2 separate regions of the Danio rerio genome follow, and region 2 is linked to region 1. A link is a contact called in public Hi-C data. All regions are on one chromosome and are shown on one strand. The core of a region is the stretch at or near the end of the contact, and the rest is flanking DNA. Distances in the headings are between cores, read along the strand shown.

Region 1 (5,848 bases), core at 1,983-4,482:
TAAGCAGTCAAATATGGAAGGATGATGATTCGACTGGAAGATGAAGATGGGGGTTTTTCAGAGTTTTATTAGTGGTCGCCAAATTCAATAGTTCTAAACAATTATCACAATGCTGGAGAGATTGTTTGAGAGGTGTGGGACTTTGTTCACATATTTTGAGAATGTCCCAAAATACAAGTGTATTGGCACGAGGTTACCAGGGAGATTAAAAACGTTTTAGAATATGACATACCAATGCACCCAGTATTTTTTATGCTTTATGGCTTCCCCCTGATCAATTCAGTCAGTCTCACCTATTTGCACTACATAAATTATTAATAACAGCTAGGAAAATAATTACAGTGAACTGGATGAAGACCCGACAACCTACTTCAACAGAATGGACACAGAGGTTGAAACAGAAATATATATGTATTTGACAAAATGACTTGAAATCAAACTTTTTCCAATAGACCAGGGCATTATTTGAAACATACTTACTTGATCTTTGAAAGGCTGTCAGGGGTTTTGTCTTTGTCCTAGTTATTGCCTTTATATTGAAGTTTATTTATTTATTAACCCCCCCCCCCCCTCCCCCTCTTTTTTATTTTTAAGCTGTCAATATTATTTATCTATTATTATAATATTTATCAATTATTGTTTTCTTTCTATTTGTTTCTTTTTTGTGATTGTAAACATTCTAAGTAAATGTTATTTGTATACTATCTTTATAAAAACTTCAATAAAATAATAATAATAATAATAATAATAATAATTGTCCAAATTAAATTCTTAGCAATCCATGCTACAAATCAAAATTTTGTTTTGATATATTTAAAGTAGAACATTTATAAAATATTTTCATGGAACATGAGCTTTTACTTGTAAATGTATTTTTGGCTACTGTCAAAACTGTCACATTTTGTGGTCCAGGGTCACATATAGTACTTCATTGACATTCATTACAACACAACTTTCAAGTCATAAAAGTTCAAAAGTCTTGTTATAAGCCCCTGAAGCATTAGTATTGTATTTCTGATGAATATTTCAAAAAGTGCCCTATAAAGGGTTAAACTGCACACTACTTCTTCATTCTCAAATGCATGGTTTGCAATGCAGAGCATTTTGTTTGTTTGCAGGCATCATTAGTGTGGTTAGTGTTTTATTATGGTCATACCTCTTCACTGGGTGCGAGCTGTAAGACCACAGGCGTGCTGTCAGCAAACAGCGTGTGAATTGTATTCGCCACACTGTCCAGAGTGAACGGAACCGGCTGCAACATAAACAGATAGACAGGAAGATAAAAATTTAGACTGAACGGCAGACATTAAGAAAGATAGTTTCATTTTGGTCTTGCATCAAACCCAATTTAGAACCATGATTTAGTATATACAGAAGTAGTCTGTCAAATTGAATGCAAGTACAGTGTCCACTTCAATGTTTAAAATGAACATTTGTGAAAATAAAATATGGCTGAAATAATGTTCCATCTGGCGACGTGGTGGCGCAGTAGGTAGTGCTGTCGCCTCACAGCTAGAAGGTCGCTGCTTCGAGCCTCGGCTGGGTCAGTAGGAGTTTGTGTGTGGAGTTTGCATGTTCGCATGGGTTTCCTCCGAGTGCTCTGGTTTCCCTCACAGTCCAAGATAGATAAAAGCGTCTTATGTCTCATGATATAAAATGGGGAAGTCTGGAGGGGAAACTACACTGCTGCTCAATTCTAAAACTTACAAATATAGCTGATGAACATTGCTTCCCATTTTCCGGTTCTAAAGGGAGTTATTTATCTTTACTCAATAGTTTCTGGTAAACTGCAAAGTGAGTCAAAGATCAGTAAAAGGCCAGACAAAACAACGCACAACACACATCATAAAATAAATCCAGCATGTGAGAATGTGTCACCCACATTTTCGAGAGGGTAAGAGGACACGTTTTTTGGAAAGTCCAGGCTGTCGATGCCACGCACAACGATTAGAGCGTTAGCACGAGGACGCTGGAACAGTGAACCGGCAGCCAGACCTGGCCAATCGAGATCCTGCAAGATTTTAAAAAATCAAGTTTATCACAGTGTTTACATTAAGACATCATATGTGCTATTACAACAAATAAGAAAAATAAAAAAACAGACATAATACCTCACGAACAGAGAAGCCCATGGTCAGAGCAACTAAATCTGGGATCTTTTCACCCGATATGGGCCACTGCTCATCCCGAAAAGTCACATACTGAGGGCTTCGCAAAACTGTCAAACTGTCCCCCAAAACACCTGACAGAAAATTAAGAAATCAATTTTCACATATTTTCATAATCTTTATTGGAATTAAATGACAATCGCTTTGACATTTCTGTATCTAATGACCTCGCAATGACATTTTGTGTGTGTTTTAAGTACATTAAAACATCTGTATTCAAGCAGGACTTCATGAAAGTCAATATAAACAAATGAAAAATAATATTACAAAGCAAATAAGTAAAAAAGCAGTTGAAATTGTAAATTATATAAATCAGAAGAATCAAACATTACAGCACTATAATGCATAGAAATAGCTAAATAAACATTATTGAAACTAAATAGCCCACAAATATTTTAAATATATATTTTTTAATATAAATTATTCTGAGTTAGGTTTTAAAACACGCATTAATATCTGCAGTTTACATTTAGGAGGCACCGAAATTATCAGATTTGGGTGTCCAGTGTCATATAAACCACTGAAATCTAGTCTAGTATAAAAAACACAAATACATAAGCTTAATTTCTATCATAAGTATAATATTGATTAGAAATGTAGGATTTGTTAAATAAACCATGACTGTCACATGACCCGCTTGGGCTTCCTCATTCACGATCAACATTTAACACTAAACCCCTTTGTATTTAACAGCCGAGTGCAACATAAACACAATATCTTTCCAAATACTCTTGAATTAACAGGATAACATTGATAACGGAGATATTTAATCGAATGACATGACTGCGGATTATGGCATCCCACTGCAGCCGCCATTAATTCATTAAACACACGCTAAAACCCCCTGGACCCTATAAAACAAAACGACGTACACGTCAAAGACCAAATATAAAGTCAATTTACCTGATAAGAGTCCTATAAGGGCAAATACGGCGTTCATAATTATTCGATTCATCTCGGGACGATTTTCTGATGGACTGCGCTTCCTCGCAACACCAGTCACATGACCAGGGCCAGCCGCGTGACGTCGTGCGTCATGACGCAACAACATTTCCCTCAGTCTGCTTCGACTGCCACCGCGGGATTCAAACTTTACTTGAATTTACCGACATTTGTGTTCGTTAAAGTCAATATTCCGACCAATGTAGTTGGATAATGCTGATAATTTATATTGTTTACAGCGAAGAGACATTTAGAAGGGGAAAATTGTGTAAATGTAACAATTTTACGTAAAGTTACTAGACCTAAACTGGAATTATTAACAGCAGAGGCGTTTCTAGCCGTAAAGGATGTAAACAAGACCCTGTCTGTCTGTCTGTCTGTCTGTCTGTCTGTCTGTCTGTCTGTCTGTCTGTCTGTCTATCTATCTATCTATCCATATATCCATCCATCTGTCTGTAGGTTAGTGACCTTCAGGACATGTGACATGTCATCAACTATCTGCAAGGATTTTACACAGCATAAGGTTAGTATTATGCACAGTTTTCCCGTCTACAAGACTGCCTTGACCTTTCAGGTAACTTTTAAAATCGTAATTTGCAGTAATTGTATGTTTAATCAAATAATAGCATACTGCAGACCCCATTCCAAAGATTATATTTTGAAGGTACCCCAAAATCATAATTTCTGCTAATTATAAGGAAAAATTAAGTTTTACCCTCCACATATACAACGTTTGTCCAACAATTTATTTCAATATAGTTGTTGTCAATGTATTATTACTTCTAATCTAAGATTCAGTTAATAAATTGTTCTCTTTTTAATTTATTTTTTAAATGAATATATACACACAGTTGTAGTCAAAATTATTAAACCCCCTTTTGATATTTTTTTTTTAAATATTTCCCAAACGATGTTTAAAATAGATGTTTAAAACGATGTTTATTTTTTAAAAGCCATTTAAGGACAAAATTATTAGCCCCTTTTATCTATATATTTTTTTCGATAGTCTACAGAACAAACCATCGTTATACAATGACTTGCCTAATTACCCTAACCTGCCTAATTAACCTAGTTAAGCCTTTAAATATCACTTTAAGCTGTATAGAAGTGTCTTGAGAAATATCCATAAAATATTAATTACTGTCATCATGGCAAAGATAAGATAAGTCAGCTATTAGAAATGAGTTATTAAAATTATTATGTTTAGAAATGTGTTGAAAAAGTCTCTCCGTTAAATAGAAATTGGGGGAAAAAATATATAGCGTTGAAGTACTCCTGTTAATTTTTTCCCCCAATTTCTATGTAACGGAGAGATTTTTTCAACACATTTCTAAACATGTTGTATGATGATTGATATATATGTGTGTGTGTGTGTGTGTGTGTGTGTGTGTGTGTGTGTGTGTGTGTGTGTGTGTGTGTGTATATATATATATATATATATATATATATATTTTTTTTTTTTTTTTTTTTTGCTCTTGGAATATAGTATTTTTATTATAATGTTTAATTTATTTTTATTTATATTTACTTTATGTTTGTATATTTAATATTTATTTACTATTTTATTTGACTAATTTCACACTTTTAATATGTATTATATTTAGTTTTTTTAATAAAAGTAACGTGTTTACAGAATATGCGATAAGTTACTATCCTAAATTACATCTTACTTTTTAGCTGTACAAATTATGTTAGATTAAACCATTTAAGTCATTTTGAGGTATATTAATATAATAAAATAGAATTCTGTATAACATTTAGATTTAATCTATTCAAAATCATTTCTTAAACTCCACACAGAATTTTATATTATTATTATAATCTTTGTTTTAGGGCAAGGCAGTGGCGCAGTAGGTAGTGCTGTCGTCTCACAGCAAGAAGGTCGCTGGTTCGAACCTCGGTTCGAACTTCTCCCTGCCTTTGCGTGGGTTTCCTCCGGGTGCTCCGGTTTCCCCCACAGTCCAAAGACATGCGGTACAGGTGAATTGGGTAGGCTAAATTGTCTGTAGTGTGTGTGTGAATGTGTGTGTGGATGTTTCCCAGAGATGGGTTGCGGCTGGAAGGGCATCCGCTGTGTGAAAACTTGCTGGATGAGTTGGCAGTTCATTCCGCTGTGGCGACCCCAGATTAATAAAGGGACTAAGCCGACAAGAAAATGAATGAATTTAACCTTTATTTTACCTTTATTTTACCAGGAAAGACACATTGAGATTAAAAATCTCTTTTACATGTCACATGGGTCTAACAAACAAAAAACAATTAAGCGTTAACATGAATCACACATTGACACACAAACTATTCAAAACATCTGCAAGCCTGTGCTTCAAGTTCTAAATCATTTAGACTGTTTTTAAAAGCATTTAGTGAAAACTATTTTTAAACTTTGTTGATTATTCCACGCAAAAGGTGCTGCGTATTTAAAAGTCCTTTTCCCCCCCATCTCAGTCCACATTTTAGGAACAGACAGTAAATAAATATTCTGTGACTGAACATCATAAATAAGGACAGGCTTTTTTAAATAAATGTAATTCTGGAGATATAATGGGAGTAAACCCAATATAGACTTGTAAACAAAGATATGCCAATGCTTGAATGGACAACGTAGACCAACCTACCCTAGTATATACAAATACAAACACTGTTTAGCCTTGCAATTTCTAAATCTTGAAAAAAAATACATATTAACATGTTAATTGAATGCAAGCAAACAAACAATAATAGCCTTGCTTTTTCCAAGC
Region 2 (5,181 bases), core at 563-3,062, 380 kb after region 1:
TAAATATAGAAAAAAAAACATTTTTTTATGCAAAAAATGCATGAGGTTAAACTTAAAAAAGTATAATTAATGTGATAATATTTCTGAAAACAATGATTTATGTACATTATTTATTTGTTATAATTTATCCTTTTTTTATACGTGACTCTGGCTGAAATCAGTCATAAGTGTCCTTTAAAACTAATAATAGAGATTTATATATAATCTGAAAGCTTCCATTTATGTATGGTTTGTTAGGACAAGATATTATTTGAAAATCTAAAAGCTTTAAAAAAAAGGTTAAAAAATTAAATACTGAGAAAATTACCTTTTAAGTTGACCAAATGAAGTATTTCAATTAGAGTTTTGATATATTCTCAGTAGGAGAATTAATAAATATCTTCATGAAACATGATCTTTATATAATATCCTTATGATTTTTGGCATAAAAGAAAAATTGATTATTTGATTCAATTTATATTTAGCTATTGTAAAAAGCAGTAAAAATACATTTAATTTCATATTATCGTAATGTAAATAATCAATTTAGGCAGATTTAATTTTTTATTATAGAAACATTAGGCGGCGCAGTAGATAGCGCTGTCGCCTCATAGCAAGAAAGTCGCTGGTTCGAGCCACGGCTGGGTCAGTTGGCATTTCTGTGTGGAGTTTGCATGTTCTCCCCATGTTCGCGTGGATTTCCTAAATCTAAATTGTCCGTAGTGTATGTGTGTGAATAAGAGTGTATGGGTGTTTCCCAGTGATGAGTTGCAGATTGAACGGCTTATGCATATATGCATATAATAAATAATACTGCTAATAATCATAACATTATACAAAAACAAATTGTTATGAATGAACTAAAAAAGACTCCTGAGATGAAGAAGGCATAAAGGCAGTGCTTTTTAAATTTATGTAGCCTGGAAAATAATTTGTTTTTTAATATTTTTATCATTTATATTTATATCCTATATATATCCTTATTATATCCTATATATATCCTTAATATTTTAATTATTTTTCATATGTAAAGATATTTGCATATTGCTCTACATCTTGTGTGTATTAAGCAGTGTGTAAGCGAGGCGCATAACTAACGCGCTCTGCGCTGGACTTTAGACCGGCTTTGTTCTGGTCTATTGAAAAATCTATTATAGTTTCTCAAAATAGCAACGCGCCAGCAGTGCGCCTCAGAACGCCTTCCTTTTTAGACCAGAGCACCTATGGGTGCACATATGAGCGCAAATGCATTTGCTAGTTAAAAAGCGTAGCGCAAAATGTCAAAACGACTCTTGCACCGAGCTGAAACTAGCAAACAACAATTGCGTTGTGCCTTGCCCCACATTGCGCCGGGTGTATGATAAGGCCCTAAATCTGCAACAATCATAAAAAAACTCTCAATAACACAAAAGCTTTTAATGTTTTTTTTATTACTCATTACACAAAAATAATAATAATAACTTTAACAATATTATCTTTTATCGCCGTCAACAAGTTCCCTCTGAGGTGTGATTTATTATTCAACTCAGCCGCTTCTACAACCTCAGCTGTCGCATTTCAAAGACCTGTTGCTACACTTTGGTCTGCACTTTCACAGACATGAAGAGGAAGTTGCACAGGAAGTAATACAATCTAATAGTTAAAGATACACCAGCTTCCTGTTTTCAAGACGACACTGATTTACAGACTGTCAAGTCAGCTCACACTTCTCGCCAGCCGCAATTCACGCTGATAATTTGAAACGTCTGACTTCAAATCTACATTGAACGTTGTTTTATTTTATAATAATACCAATTTAAAATAGGTTGTTTTTTTAATTTAGAGGATTTTATTGCACCTCAAATAAAAAAGTACCATATTTTTATGGATATTCATTCAATTGTAGCTTAAGAAAAGTTATGAAATCCATATTTGGTGGAATTAGCCTAGTTTTCAGGAACAACAAATAAAAAAAAATCCTCATTCTGAACTTCTGGGGGAAAATATCCAAAATGAAATATGCAAGAAAGGTTATAAGACCTTCACTCATAGAATGATGTTTGCTGCTTGTTTAAACAACTTGTTTAAAATTGAATTTGAAATAACGAAATTCTTAAGGTTTATTTGGGACAACTTAATTGTTTTATGTTCAATCCACTTAAATTGGTAAAGATGATTAAGTTAACTTAATTGATATGTGTTGGGATGCAGCATTTCATTTACAGTGTTCATTGAATAAAACAAATATTAACATTTTACTTAAACTCATACCTAATAAATTCATTGATCCTATAATTATTTCCATATTTATAATTATTATTATTTATTTAAAACATTTTCCATCTCACCCAGCCTCAGTAGAGCCATTCCCGTCTGTATGACGCCACACAGCAGCGTAAGAACCACAGCAAACACAGGATCTCCAGTGATGTAGGACGAACACAGCAGAGACATGATGGCTGTTGGGCCTAGAGTAATGTCTTTAGACGTGCCGAATATACAGTAGATGAAACCACCCATAAATGCAGAATACAGACCGTACTGAAAAACACACAAGCACAACACACAGATTTATGGTCAAAAATGTATATAATTATGATTTGTGATAATTCAGAAAGTTGCCTTTTATCTTCACCAAGTATTTGTTTGATCATAAATACAGTATAAATAGTTTAATATTATAAAAAGTAAAACTGATAATCATGAGCCGTTGAATTATTCCGAAATAGTGCACACCTTAACGGACTGGAGGCAGTTATTTTGCTTATACTACGATTACCACACCTAACAATGCTGTTCAGATGCTGTATTTCAGAAATTTGTCAGGTTTTTGACCTTAAACTGCTCCAGTGTGTAGGACTAGATTCTTCCGCATCTCATTGAAAGCCTTTTGTTTTGTTTTGTTGTGATTTTCGTGACAATTTTAGGCTTTGCAATAACTGAAATCATTCAGCGTAGTGATATGAAACTGTAATGCCGTCTTGCCTGGAACTACTTCAGCCATTGTTTAAATGAAAATAACGCCACACCTTAAAATATCCATCAGCCAATCAGAATCAAGCATTCATCATTCCTATAGTGTTTTGCTATTTAAATAACCAGATTCTACATAAGTGAAAATCCCAGAGAAGCAGGATTAATTAAAGAAATGAATTATTTTACTAATGTTACATTTGTTAAGTTGAAAAATCTAATTATATCCTTCCACTAAAGACAACAAAATTAGAAAACAAATATAATGTAATATTTAACATTCAAAATTAATTTTACTTCGGCTTAGTTCCTTATTTATCAGGGGTCGCCACAGCAGAATGAACCACCAACTATTCCAGCATAGGTTTTACTCAGCGGATACCCTTCCAGCTGCAACCCAGTACTGGGAAACACTCATACACACACATACACAAACACACACACACAAACACACACACACACACACACACTCACTCCGGCCAATTTACTTCATCTATAGCTCATATGTTTGGACTGTGGGGAAAACCAGAGCACCTGGAGGAAACCCACATGAAATGCAGAACTCCAAATAGAAATGCCAACTGACCCAGCCGGGACTCGAACCAGTGACCTTCCTGCTGTGAGGCGACAGTGCTAACCACTGAACCACTGTGCTCCCCTCATTCAAAATTGTAACAAATTTTAGTTTTGGCCATAACGCCCTGTTTATAGCTCATTCATTTAGATCTTTTGAGCTTTTGTTGCATTCATACAGTATTTCAGTGTAACCGGATCAGACTTCATTTTGGAAGCTTTTTAGTGGTCCCAGTCTTGTTTGGTGCTAACAAAGGTTTTAAAGTCAGCATTCACACTCATTCACATGAACAACACAACAGAGCAATTGCTAGGGCCAGACGGAATCTGCGGAGGTTTTTTGTTATTTCCATTGAGAATTTTGGAAAAAAATCTGCGGATTTCTGCGGAATTATTTTGGGAGTATCATAACTAAAACCTTAATATAAAAAAAAAAAAAAAAAAAAAAAAAAAAAATATATATATATATATATATATATATATATATATATATATATATATATAACTTTTATTTTATATTTAAAATGCAAATCCAATTAGATCCATTATTTGGGACACAAAGCAAGTTTCTCATATAATATCTCTACTAAAAGACAGAAAATATTACTGTACAAACTGGATTGTACATAAATCAGATGAACATTTTCATATTAGTTAATAATATTACTGTAGTTAACTTAAAAAAACTGAATAAATATAGATTAGCATACATTTAATTAAATAAATAAACAGAATTTATGATGGGCTAAAAATCTGTGGAAATCTGCAGAATTCTGTGCGCGCAGATTCCGTCTGGGCCTAGCAATCACACCAAAGTTGATTTTACTGGTGTGAACACGGAAATCGTTCTTCAATTCGAATTGCTGAATGTTTGTGAATATGTTTACCTGCACAGGTAAACCAGCCACCTCCGCATAAGCCAGAGCTTGAGGAACCGCCGTCAAACCCACGGTCAGACCGGCGATCACGTCCATCTTCAGCCATGTCAGGTTATATCGGGGCAACCAGGTGATTATGGGAAAACAAGAGCGCAGGGCGGGAAACCAGCAGGTATGAGGCTCCATCACAAGATCCAGATCACCACATAAAAAACACCACTGATTTCAGATCAGAATCAGTCCAGGATCATGAAGAGAGCAGTCATTCTTCATCCAGGATGTACTTAATGGGTGCGGTTAAACATGCAGTTCATAGAAAGGGTTGAGCAATTACTGATCACATGTGTAAACAAGATCTCCTGGACTGCTTTGGAAGCAAAGCTTCTTCTTGATTCTCCATTCTTGTTCTTTTGAGAAGTAAACCTGTGGATATTTGAACATCATAACATAAGTGGGGGATGTTATTTGATAAAACCACAAAGACAGCGTGACTGTAAGCAATAAAAGTCATGATCACAAGACTCAAACTCTGGAAAACAAACAGAAGAAGACACAGTAGAGCTAAACTTCTTTTTAGTACAATTAATGATTGTGGCATTGCTTATAGGCATGGGAAGATAATCGTTTTTAAGGTATACCGCGGTTTGGAAAAGTCAAGGTTTTAGATACCTTTTCTAAGGTATGTGTGAGTACAACAGTACAACGGTATCTCCAGCAGAAATTATCTCCAAAGATGCCGTTTTAAATCGTAACGAAATCAGTGTCTTTAAAACAAATGAAGACAGGAGAAGTCAATGAT

Evidence for each region. A called contact is a pair of places that touch in the nucleus more often than the background predicts.
Region 2: a contact with region 1 is called in a Hi-C map of hematopoietic stem cells, with 2.2 times the contacts expected there. The contact joins the enhancer-like site here to the promoter of atp6ap2 in region 1. A contact is called at or near these places in 2 of 18 Hi-C or Micro-C datasets (embryo and hematopoietic stem cells).

Annotation. Positions count from the first base shown.
Region 1 is chr22:10,785,379-10,791,226 of GRCz12tu, forward strand. atp6ap2 (ATPase H+ transporting accessory protein 2) reads right to left here and starts at 3,233. Exons shown (of 9, transcript NM_213023.2): 1 at 3,072-3,233; 2 at 2,112-2,242; 3 at 1,883-2,011; 4 at 1,157-1,252. The coding sequence starts at 3,219. It overlaps LOC137488909 (a long non-coding RNA gene), which reads left to right and starts at 3,227. Exons shown (of 3, transcript XR_011008192.2): 1 at 3,227-3,384; 2 at 3,570-3,633; 3 at 4,944-5,848.
Region 2 is chr22:11,165,514-11,170,694 of GRCz12tu, forward strand. It overlaps slc26a11 (solute carrier family 26 member 11), which reads right to left. Exons shown (of 16, transcript NM_199767.1): 2 at 4,392-4,805; 3 at 2,307-2,499. The coding sequence starts at 4,568. It also overlaps a transcript of sgsh not described here. Among named protein-coding and RNA genes, the nearest start is that of sgsh, 5.1 kb to the right of the region's middle. Within about 2 kb of position 1,813, at least 9 of the 62 cell types and tissues checked have an H3K27ac peak or open chromatin away from gene starts, as enhancers often do.